Regions from separate parts of the Sus scrofa genome. Here region 2 is linked to region 1. A link is a contact called in public Hi-C data. All regions are on one chromosome and are shown on one strand. Each heading gives the region's core, a stretch centred on a gene start, on an enhancer-like site or on the middle of the called end of the contact. The rest is flanking DNA. Distances are from core to core; before and after follow the strand shown.

Evidence for each region. Hi-C and Micro-C count contacts between places; a contact is called where the count stands out from the background.
Region 2: a contact with region 1 is called in a Hi-C map of liver, with 2.3 times the contacts expected there. The contact joins the enhancer-like site here to the promoter of UBE2QL1 in region 1. A contact is called at or near these places in 1 of 5 promoter capture datasets (liver) and 6 of 47 Hi-C or Micro-C datasets (alveolar macrophages, embryonic fibroblasts, liver and 1 more).

The regions. Positions count from the first base shown.
Region 1 is chr16:75,472,497-75,477,765 of Sscrofa11.1, reverse strand. It overlaps UBE2QL1 (ubiquitin-conjugating enzyme E2Q-like protein 1), which reads left to right and starts at 3,260. Exons shown (of 4, transcript XM_021076776.1): 1 at 3,260-3,469; 2 at 3,472-3,610; 3 at 3,613-4,163. The coding sequence starts at 3,365.
Region 2 is chr16:75,590,598-75,595,866 of Sscrofa11.1, reverse strand. No RefSeq gene overlaps it. Among named protein-coding and RNA genes, the nearest start is that of MED10, 76 kb to the right of the region's middle. Within about 2 kb of position 3,211, at least 8 of the 83 cell types and tissues checked have an H3K27ac peak or open chromatin away from gene starts, as enhancers often do. A contact at or near this core is called in liver, where this site is marked.

The sequences.
Region 1 (5,269 bases), core at 2,011-4,510:
GTAGGTACCCATTCACTCCACTGTCGACGTGGAACTTTCTAGAATCTCCTGGGATAGGAGACAGAGGAGGCCCTTCTTCCTACCCCTGAGGCTACCAACCCATCTCTGAAGCAAATATTTGTGGTTTCTGGGCTGGAGGTGTGAGGAGAGGGTAAGTCGAGAACACTTAACCTGTGCTAGTATAATAATTGTTATCCTTTCAAATTTCCTCCTTCTGGTCTTTGTTCCTATGCATATATTTTTGTCGTGGTAGCTATAGTATGGTGACATCAGAGATCCAAAATATGGGTATAATTTTGCACTCTGCTTTCTTACTTACAATTACAATTATTGTGTGGCTCCTAAATATTTTCATTTTACTATAAAATCTTCAGAACTAAAATGTTATTATTGCCGCATAAAATGTTCTCTCAAGTGGATTAGGTATAATTTACCTACCGCGTCCCCTGTTATTGTCAGTTTAGGTTGGTTCCAATTTTTAGCTAGCATTTGCCTTTAGCCCTCTCAAGAGTTGATCAGAGATGCTGAAAATGTGACAGGTAGATGATAAATAAGATAGCCACGATCTCACCTGACAGTCCTGTTTTGGCCTCTTGTTGCAGCATCGGTATGACCTGATCCTTTCACTCTCGAAACAAAAACCAAAAAAATCCCTGCATTTAGAGAATAAATTATATGATCAACCTAGTGATTCTCCAATCAGAACTAAAGGCCTTGCAGACAGCTGCTGGGATTTCAGCCAAGCCATTCCCAAGCCACACTGCATGACACACCTGCTTCGCACAGGAAACGTTTCTCCAAGGCCTCCCCCAAGGTCAGTTGGTCTGTGGCATGATGACCACACCTGCAGAGGAGGCCTTCTCACCTCCACCTCCTGGACTGGGACTGATACCCCACCCCAACAATAACCCCGCAATGCAGGCCACTGTCCCGGGCAACTGGTCAACCCCAGTGCAGGCATGAGGACACAGGGACCAGGCTACAGGTCCCAGCGCATGGCTGAGCTGCGCCAACTGCTGCGCTTCTTTGAAACGCAATTTCTTCACCAACAAAGTGGGTCAGATAAAACCCAAGACGCTTCTGTGGCCGCGAAATGATGAAACATTTATGCCTGCCTGTCACCTCTGGATCTTCTTGAATCCCTCTTCCCAGAGGTTAAATGAACTCGGGGAACGGATAGGCATTGTCATATCCTGCTCAACACCTCTTTAAAAATCAGAGCTGGAGAGAACAGGGTGCCCAAAAAAGCCCATGAGACCAGGTCAGCTAGATTTCCGTTGGCTACAGCCCAGATATGGTCACCAGCCTTCCAGCCTGCCCAAGCCGCTGCCCTGCCCAACAATCCCACCCACTGGAAAACAGCCTCTGAGAAAAGGCACCTTGGCGGCACAGCGGCCAATCCAGGGGCGGGTGTCCCAGGGTGAAAGCACTTGCCACAAGCCCTGGAGGCCTGGCTGGCCCCTTGCTCTTCCGGGAGACAAGGCCAGAAAACCAAACCCGTTAGGTCTGCGCTATCTCCGCAGTGGCCTGAAGAGTTATTTTTCACAGTGAACTCATCTTTGATAATTTGGAAAAAGACGGTAAACCGGTAAAGACGTTTAAAAACAATTGTCACGGTGACAGCAGCGTGAACAAGGTCTGGTGATAGACTTAGAGGCTTCTCAAGGTGAAAGCCAAACCAGGAACCGCGGGGAAGTCTGGGGTCCGTCCTAAGCCATTTCGGTTTTGGGGGTGATTCCTCCTACATGGCCGCGGTGGTCACCACTCCTCCCCACTGCGCACTTGGGCCACGCACTCGGGACCGTGCGCAGCAGTGCGATTCTTGCAAACTGATTCCCTCCTGCCAGGATGTTCCAGCTTCTGGGCTCTAAACGTGCTTTGTGCTTGAAATTTCACCAGATAAAAATAAGTTTCAATCGGTTAAAGGCAGAAAGGGAGACGCGTGATGAAAGTGTCCAGGCTGAGGGAGGATCCCCACTCCTTCCGCGGCGGGCCCCGAGGTCACCCGCGGGTAATGGGGACTCCGGGGCCTCAGAAGCCCAGCCGCGCGCCCTGAGCATCCGCTGGCGCCAGCACTGGACGCTTTTCCCCCGCCGCGCAAGCCAATGCCCCGCGGCTGCGTCTTCCCCTTTTCGGAACTCAGGAACCCTCCGGCGTGGCGGGCTGCAGAGGAGCTGGCCCGGCCGCAGGGGTGAATTCACCCTTTAACGTCGTGATTCGAGGTTGCCGCGGGGATGCTTCCCGCGACCTCATCCCCAGGCCCTGATTCTTTGCTCTGTCTTTGGGAAAGCGCTGGTTCCCCAGACCCCGGCCCAGGGTTACAGTGTAGGACACCGGGCTCCATCGGGTGCGAGGGAATCAATAAACAGGTTGCTTTCCACTCTTCTCCGACACCCCTTCCCCTCCGGCTTTTTCTAACCAGGTTAAGTGAGATCGGAGGCCGGGCCGGGGGCTGAGCCTGGATCCCGGGCAGAAGGACCGGGAGCCATGGAGATCCTCATTAACCTGCGCACACGCGAGCCCCTTCTCACCCCACTCCCCACCCTCGCCCCACTTCTGCCGGCTCCCCCCGCCGCTACCTCGCAGCCCGGCGCCCGGCCGCCCGGGCGCGCGCCGATGTCTCCCCCCAGCGGCCGCTAGCGTGTCGCCGCGGGAGCCGGGCGGCAGGCGGGCGGGCGGGCAGGCGGCGGGGGCGGCACGGCGCAGGCAGGCCCGCGGCTCCGCCCCGCGCCCCCCCACCCCCCCCCCCCCCGCCAGCCGAGCCGCCCCCTCCGCGCCGCGCTGGGCTCAGACCGAGCAGCCGCCTCTGCAATGTCAGCAGCCGCAGCGGCGGCGGCGGCGGCGACGCGAGCGGCAGCGGCAGCGGCAGCGGCCCGGGCCCCGCAGTAGCCGCCAGCGCGGCACGGCCCGGCGGGCGCGCACGGCGCGAGCCCGCGGCCACCTCGCTGCCTCCGGGGCGCTGCGGACGGCTCTGCGCGCCCCGGCGCGGCGCTCGGACTCGAAGCTAGCCCGGCTGCGGCCGCGCACAAAGGACCGCGGACACCGGGCTCTCGGGGCTGCGTCCAGGGATCGGCCAGTGGACGGCCAGCCGCGCCGCGTCCCCTCCACGCCTCCCCTCCCGGGCGGCCGGAGCCCGAACCAGAGCGGGCCCCGTCATATGACAGCGGCGACCCAGGAGCCGGCGAGCGCGCGTGCTGCCCGCTCGGCTGCGCCACGGCCGCCGGCGCCCGGCGTGGCCCGCGCCGCGCCCCGCTGAGTGGTCGCCGGTCGCTGCCGCCCCGCGCCCCCTACCCCCACCCCGCCCCGGCTCTCGGGATCCGGGAGCAGGAGCCTAGGGGAGCTCTCCGCCGGCGCCGAGCCTAAAATGGCCACGCTGCTCCGCAAAATCGGGCTCATCCGCCTGCACAACCGGGACACCGAGGACCCCAAGCACCACCACAACCACCGCGGCGGCGGCGGCGGCGGCGGCGGCAGCAGAGCGCGTCGCTGCGCGGCAAGGGCGGCGCCAAGAGCGGCGGCCACAAGCCCCAGCAGCAGCACCCCGCCGGGGGCGCGGGCGACGCCAGCCCCGGGCCGGGCAAGGGCAAGAGCAAGCGCGCGGCGGAGCTGGCCCGCGCGACAAGCCGCCGCAGCCCGCGGCGGGGGCGGCGGGGGCGGCGGGCGCCGGGGGCCCCCGGGAGCGGGCGGCGGGCGCCAGGGCGGGGCCGGGCCCGGCGGTGGCGGCGGCGGCGGCGGCGGCGGCGGGGGGCGGCAGCCTGGTGCCCGCGGCGCGCCAGCAGCACTGCACGCAGGTGCGCAGCCGGCGGCTCATGAAGGAGCTGCAGGACATCGCGCGTCTCAGCGACCGCTTCATCTCCGTGGAGCTGGTGGACGAGAGCCTCTTCGACTGGAACGTGAAGCTGCACCAGGTGGACAAGGACTCGGTGCTGTGGCAGGACATGAAGGAGACCAACACCGAGTTCATCCTGCTCAACCTCACCTTCCCCGACAACTTCCCCTTCTCGCCGCCCTTCATGCGGGTGCTCAGCCCGCGCCTGGAGAACGGCTACGTGCTGGACGGCGGCGCCATCTGCATGGAGCTGCTCACGCCGCGCGGCTGGTCCAGCGCCTACACCGTGGAGGCCGTCATGCGCCAGTTCGCCGCCAGCCTGGTCAAGGGCCAGGTAAGCGGGCAGGGGGCTGGGGGCGCGCGCGGCGCGCGGGGCTGGGCGCGCGGGGCTGGCTGCGCTCGCCCCTGGTGCGCGCGGCGCTCCTTCCAAACCTGCCTGCGAAGGGGCGACGTTCCCGGCGCCTCCACTTGTCCTCCGGGAGCGCCTTCTTCCTTCTCCACCTCTGCATCCCGCGTGCGCTGCCCAGTCCCTGCGGGTCTCCCTCTTGCTCCCTCTCCCCATCCCTCTAGGATGTGCCCTCTCCCTCCCCGAACACCCTCCTCGCCCTTTTCTCCTCCGCTTTCTCCCCTATGCCCCCTCTCACTCTACCCCTCTACCCTCTGTGCTCAAGTCCTAACCCGCTGCCCGCCTCTCCCCCTGCCCTCCCCCCTTCGCCACCTCCCCACGTTCCTCCATCTCGGCCCCCCCCCCCGTCTCCTCTCCCCCACCCCTCCCATTTCCCTCTACCGCCCCCCCCCCGCCTTGGTTTCTCCCCACCAACTGTCCCTGTCATCTCCCGCAGAGTGGAACTTTGCGTGGACCTCAGAATCTAAAAGTCCAGCCTAGTTTATGGCTCCTGTCCGGCCACACACACAAAGGTTCCCCCCCCCCGCAGCATTTCGGGAGGGCTCTGTAAGTGGGGAGCTCTGCGGAGGGCCAGGCTCCCGCTGGTGAATCTGCCCCTTTGCTCTGCTTCCTCCAAAACATCACCTAGTGCGAAGCGAAAATTTTGCTCTTGAGAAATTTCACGGGAAAGGCGGAGGTGTGGTTTGAATGGTACTTAAGTGACAAGACCAGACTCTGGTCAGGGAAAGGCCTGGTGCCTGCTTCTTTCCAGGACTGACACCTCTGGAGTAGTGGTTCCAGGTCTGGGGCTCCCTCAGACCTGTCTCTTCTTTTGGTTTCTTCGTGCCCCCCGGGGAGGGGCTAAAGATTTTAACTAAAAATGAAAATCAAGGGCAACTGGATGCCTGCATCTTCTGCCTTACTGCCCCAGGCGGCAGCTTTACCGAAAAGAAACCCCAGAGAACTTGAGAGCAGAGAATGATGGAATCGTCTGCAGTTCGTCCGCTGCAGGCAGAGGGTCTGCTTTTCTCTTCCCATATTATCTGCCTTTGATC
Region 2 (5,269 bases), core at 1,962-4,461, 120 kb before region 1:
AACTATACTTTAATAAAAAATATTTTAAAGGTAAATTCTGATGGATATTCTACTGTGCACAGATTAATAAAAATGGAATGAGTTTCCTAAAAAAAAGAAAGGAAGAAAAGAACATTACATCAACGTGCTTCAATGTTCCTGCGTCTTCAACACTCGCTGTTGGCTGTTTATTCAGACTTTCCCCGGTTGTCATTACACATGTGTGCAATGTGTGATTTTTATGTGCAAGGGATGTTTTATGTTTTACAATAAAGAGCATGGATGTTTCCAGCCGCAGATACAATCTCAGCCAAAGCTAGGTCATAAAGTATGACAAAATTTGTTACAAAATACTCTGCCTGCAAACTTAAAATATAAAAGTTGCTTTCTTCACGTTCTTTTTCCACTCGAAATAATTGTGATGGAAAGGACTCAATTTTCTGTCAGGCTCACCAAGGAAAATCAGAGGCATCAATGTGAATCAGATTGCGCTGGCTAGAAACACTCACACACTATCAAAATGACGTGACGAGGCTTCATCTTTCTTGCCCAATTTGCCGATTTCATGAATATCGTTTTCTTCATCTTCTAACAGCAGGCTAGAGCCGTGTCTGTTGCTTCCAGTTGCGATTTTTGATAAGAAATATTCTCTTCCATTCTCAATGATCAAAAATTCAATCCCCCTTTGATAATGACTATAAAGAGGTTTTTATCTGACCTGTTTACGTTTCGTATTTGGTGATTATAATTTTCTTCCTTGTTTTCATTTTTTTCAATAGTTAAATCTAATTATAAAATGTATAATATTGTGTGCAAATTTCATGGGCGTCCCACTCTATAGAAGTCTGCTCAATTTCGTTGTTCCCAGATTCTTTTTAAATTTATGCAGACATCCTTTTCTGAAGAATTTCCGATTTCCTTTTCAGCTTTCTATTTCTGAGCCCCACTTTCGTATTTTTTATTCCAACAAAAGAAATTGACTAACATTTACTCTCCATGATCTAAAGTAATCTTTTAGTTTATAATATATAATTCAAATTAAAACATACAATGAAGTGCTATTTGAACAGTATCAATTTGAATATACATTCACGAAAAAAAAAAAAAAAAAAAAACACGAGGACCGGAGTTCCCTTTGTGGCCCAGCAGTAATACACCCAACTGGTATCCGCGAGGATGCAGGTTCGATCCATGGCCTCACTCTGTGGCTCGATGATCTGGCGTTGCTGTGAGCTGTTGTTTCGGTCGCAGATGCAGCTCGGATCCCGCATTGCTGTGGCTGTGTTGCAGGCTGGTGGCTACAGCTCTGATTCGACCCCTACCATGGGAACTTCCATATGCCACAGGTTGGCCCTAAAAAAAAAAAAAAAAAAAAAAAAAAAAAAACTACGTCTCATTGACAATTTCAAAGTACATTATGTGAATTTTCTCAAAAAAAGTTATTTTTCTTCTAAAATATTTTAAACATGTTTTACAATTAGAGGTCAAACACAAACTGTAATTAATAAACTAAAAACTTAAAGTTATATAAAGCTGTAATTACGTAAGTTTTAAAATTATAATTCAATCTCATTAAATATTTTGAGCCATAAGTTATTCACAATTCCAGCGCTGAAATCCTCCTAGATGCCCATGTGACAACTTGCCGTGATGCTTCAGATGAGGACCTGATAACATCTGTATCTACTCAAGCCCCTTCATCCTTGCAGTTCCCACACTGCAAAGCCTAGGGTGACTCATTCCTTTCCCTTTGCTTTCAATGGGGCAGAGGTGGAGAAGGTGATCTTGGGGCCCGAATGGGGCCAGCCAGGAGATAAGCGGTCCACGCTTTAGGGCCATGCTGTGCCCATGCGGAGGGACAGGTGCCATGCCCCCAAACGAATGGGCATGTGTTGTCTGTGTTCTATGCACAGCCCAGGGCAGAGCGGGAGGAAGGGGGAGGGGCAGGGCAGGGGGAGGGGGAAGCAGCACTGCCTTTGGGGACCCTTCTACAGAACCACGTGCACCGGTGACAGGGCCCAAGAGCAGTGACGCAGTGATCTTTCCAAGAGCCAAAGCCACGTCCACAGCCCAGAGGTCCATTAACAGTAGAATCATCAAATCATTTGCTGCGCATCCGAATGACGGATGCTGAACAGCCGAGGAGATGAGCGAACTGGACGGCGTGCGGCAAGACCAGTAACGATGCTCACGGAAGGCGCCCAAAGAAGCCCAGCGTGAAAGGAAACGGACCGATGGAGTCCACTTAGAAAGACAAAAGCAAACAAAACAGCGCTCGGGCTTAAGGACTGTGCCTGCGGGTATAGCCTTAAAGAGAAGCCAGGAGGGGGTCACAGCAACGGCCCGCATGTGGGTGGCTTTTAGCGGGAGGGCCCTGATGGGGAAGGGACACGGCTGGTTTGGGGGGGCTGGAAATGTTTCGTTAGGGTCTGCATATTTTGTGCCCCCAAATTCATTGTCAGAAACCTAATGACCAAGAGCTGCTCTTTGGATCCCAGGCCTTTGGCAGCACATCGGAGGCCACCTGAATGCAATGAAAGTCCTTATAAAAGAGGCCCCGGAAACCGCCCTCATCTTTCCCAACATATGAGGACAGAGCGAGAATTCAGAAGAAGGCGGCCCTGCCCTGCTGAGCTCCGCAGGTTGGGGCGGAAGAACGGGTGCTGTGAAACTTAAGAAAAAGTTAACAGAAAACAAGACACAGAGACATTTATCTTAAGTAAAGGTGAGAACCGAACCGGGGGACTCAAGGTCTCAGGGACCAAGAGCGCCGCCTTAAGAAACCACACTGCCTTACTGTGCTCTGGAGGATGACCTCAGTGAGGAGGGGGCTGTAGGTGCAGGATGTAGGGTTTTTTTAATTATTTTAAAAGTCACAGAGCCGGTTGCTGATTAAGCTTTTATTCTGACCTTCAGGCACTGAACCATCACTAGCATTGAGGAAGCGTGGCGTCCGCTACCGATGCAGAGCATTCTAGAGAATCACCACTGTGCTCCTGCAGACAGCGTGCCTGGGTTTGCACCTCCGTCTCCCTGCTGATGCTACTCTGCTAACACCCCTCATGAACCCCTGGGGCCACGAGGCTCATCTTCCTCTTATCTTAACAGGACCCAGCAGGCTGTGCACACGGCGGGCCTCTCTGCACGGGTCCGACGTGCCTAGACCAGCGCATTATGTCCTATTCAGCTGACCACAGGAATAGCTGATGCCTTTGGGTCTTTGTTCTTAAGCTGAAGTCATTTCCCAGCACTGCCACTGTTTGTCAAGCAGGAATACGGGGTAAGGTAAAGCAGGACAGGATGGGGTTTTTAGCATAGAAAATAGAAACAGAGAGGCTAGGGAAAGATTGTAGAAACTTGTCTCCCGACACTCCCCCACCACGCAGGCCCATGACCATGAACTTTCAGCCTCCAGAGCCGGGAGACATCAATGTCAGTTGTTTATGAACAGCCCGGCCGCCCAGTCTGCCGTACTTCGTTACAGCAGCCTGAGCGGATCAGGACTGTTTTCTGTCTGACTTTGGTGAGAGTTTTGTGGTGTTTCACTGTATCGTTGACTAAACCCCCATTTGTGCTTGTGCACTGGTCTGTGAGTATCGTAGACTTAAAGAGAAAATAGCTTTCAAATGAATGGAGGGTTAAGAAAAAAAAAAGGAGAGCAACTCTAGATAACTTAGTTAATCATTCATTCAGCAAATATTTAACCGCAGTGTGTGCCAGGCTCCTCACACGGTGTTCAGAAGCAAATTCAATATTTGAGGTCCCACTCTCTCCTCTAAGAAGGTATTTATAAACAATTTCCTCACTTGCTCTCAACTTAAGGCCAGAAATACTGCCAAGGGTAAGACACATGCTTTCTCTCCTTATAACCGGAACCCTGCCTTTCTTGGGAGCAGGTCAGCATCTGGGCTTTTTTCTAATGACAGCCTTGGACAGAAAATACAGGGAGTTTCTGTTGCGGTGCCGAAGAAACGAATCCGACTAGCATCCACGAGGAGGCAGGTTCCATCCCTGGCCTCACTCAGTGGGTTAAGGATCCAGCGTTGCCGTGAGCTGTGGTGTAGATGGCAGATGTGGCTCGGATCCCATGTTGCTATGGCTGTGGTGCAGGTTGGCAGCTACGGCTGTGATTCGGCCCCTAGCCTGAGAACTTCCATATGCCGCGGATTTGGCCCTAAAAAAAAAAAAAAAAAAAAAACCTAAAACAAAACGAACAACAAAAATCTATCAGCTTGCTTTTTTTTTATTTTTTGTCTTTTTGCTATTTCTTGGGCCACTCTCGAGGCATATGGAGGTTCCCAGTCTAGGGGTCTAATCAGAGCTGTAGCCACTGGCCTACACCACTGCCACAGCAACATGGGATCTGAACCACGTCTGCAACCTACACCACAGCTCACAGCAACGCCAGATCGTTAACCCACTGAGCAAGGGCAGGGACCGAACCTGCAACCTCAAGTTTCCTAGTCGGATTTGTTAACCACTGCGCCACGACGGGAACTCCTCAGCTTGCTTTTTAATTTGGTGTCTTCGGTGGCTGGGATGGGGAGTTTCCTACCATCTTACTTTTGAATTTATTATTTGAGCAGGTGGAGAAATGTACAAATATCAGGATTCTTTTCCACCGTTTCCGAAGGACATAACACCACTCTCCATCCTTCTCAGTCATCACAATGGGCCGCTTGTGTTCGAGTGGACCAAGCTTCTTGACAATCTGAATGGACACCGATAACCAGGTGCAAATGAGTGTTTAGTTCACAATCTGCACAATTTTGTTGTATTCAGGAAACACAGAAAACCTGTAGACTCTACGTAGCTGAGATTCACAGCCTAGCATCCCCGCAGAAGCGGTCAGTCTGGTCGCCAGAGAAGCAGCTGAGATGAAGTCACAGCCCCGAAAACCCCGCAGGCTGGTAAACCCCAGGCACTCCTGTAAGAGCTCAGTCATGCGACAACCACAGTGCGACCCTGGCAGTGACATTCCATGGGCAGCACCTTCCCCAAGAAATTCCAAATAAGTAGGAAATAGAAATAAACCTTACTTGAATCTTCGTAGGCTATCTCGGATTATTAATTTTTTTCTTATAATCCTTACTATCGTTCTCAATTTCTCACTATCTTTTTACAGCATTCGAAGACTATTTTCAAAGCCCCCGTGTAGCTAATTTAATACCTACAAATTCCCCGTGGATGTTACAGAAAGATTGTACAGCTTAGGGGATTAAGTGCTTTACATTTTATTACGAAGGTACAGGCTCAAAATATATGAAGTCCTATTATCCGAACATAAAAT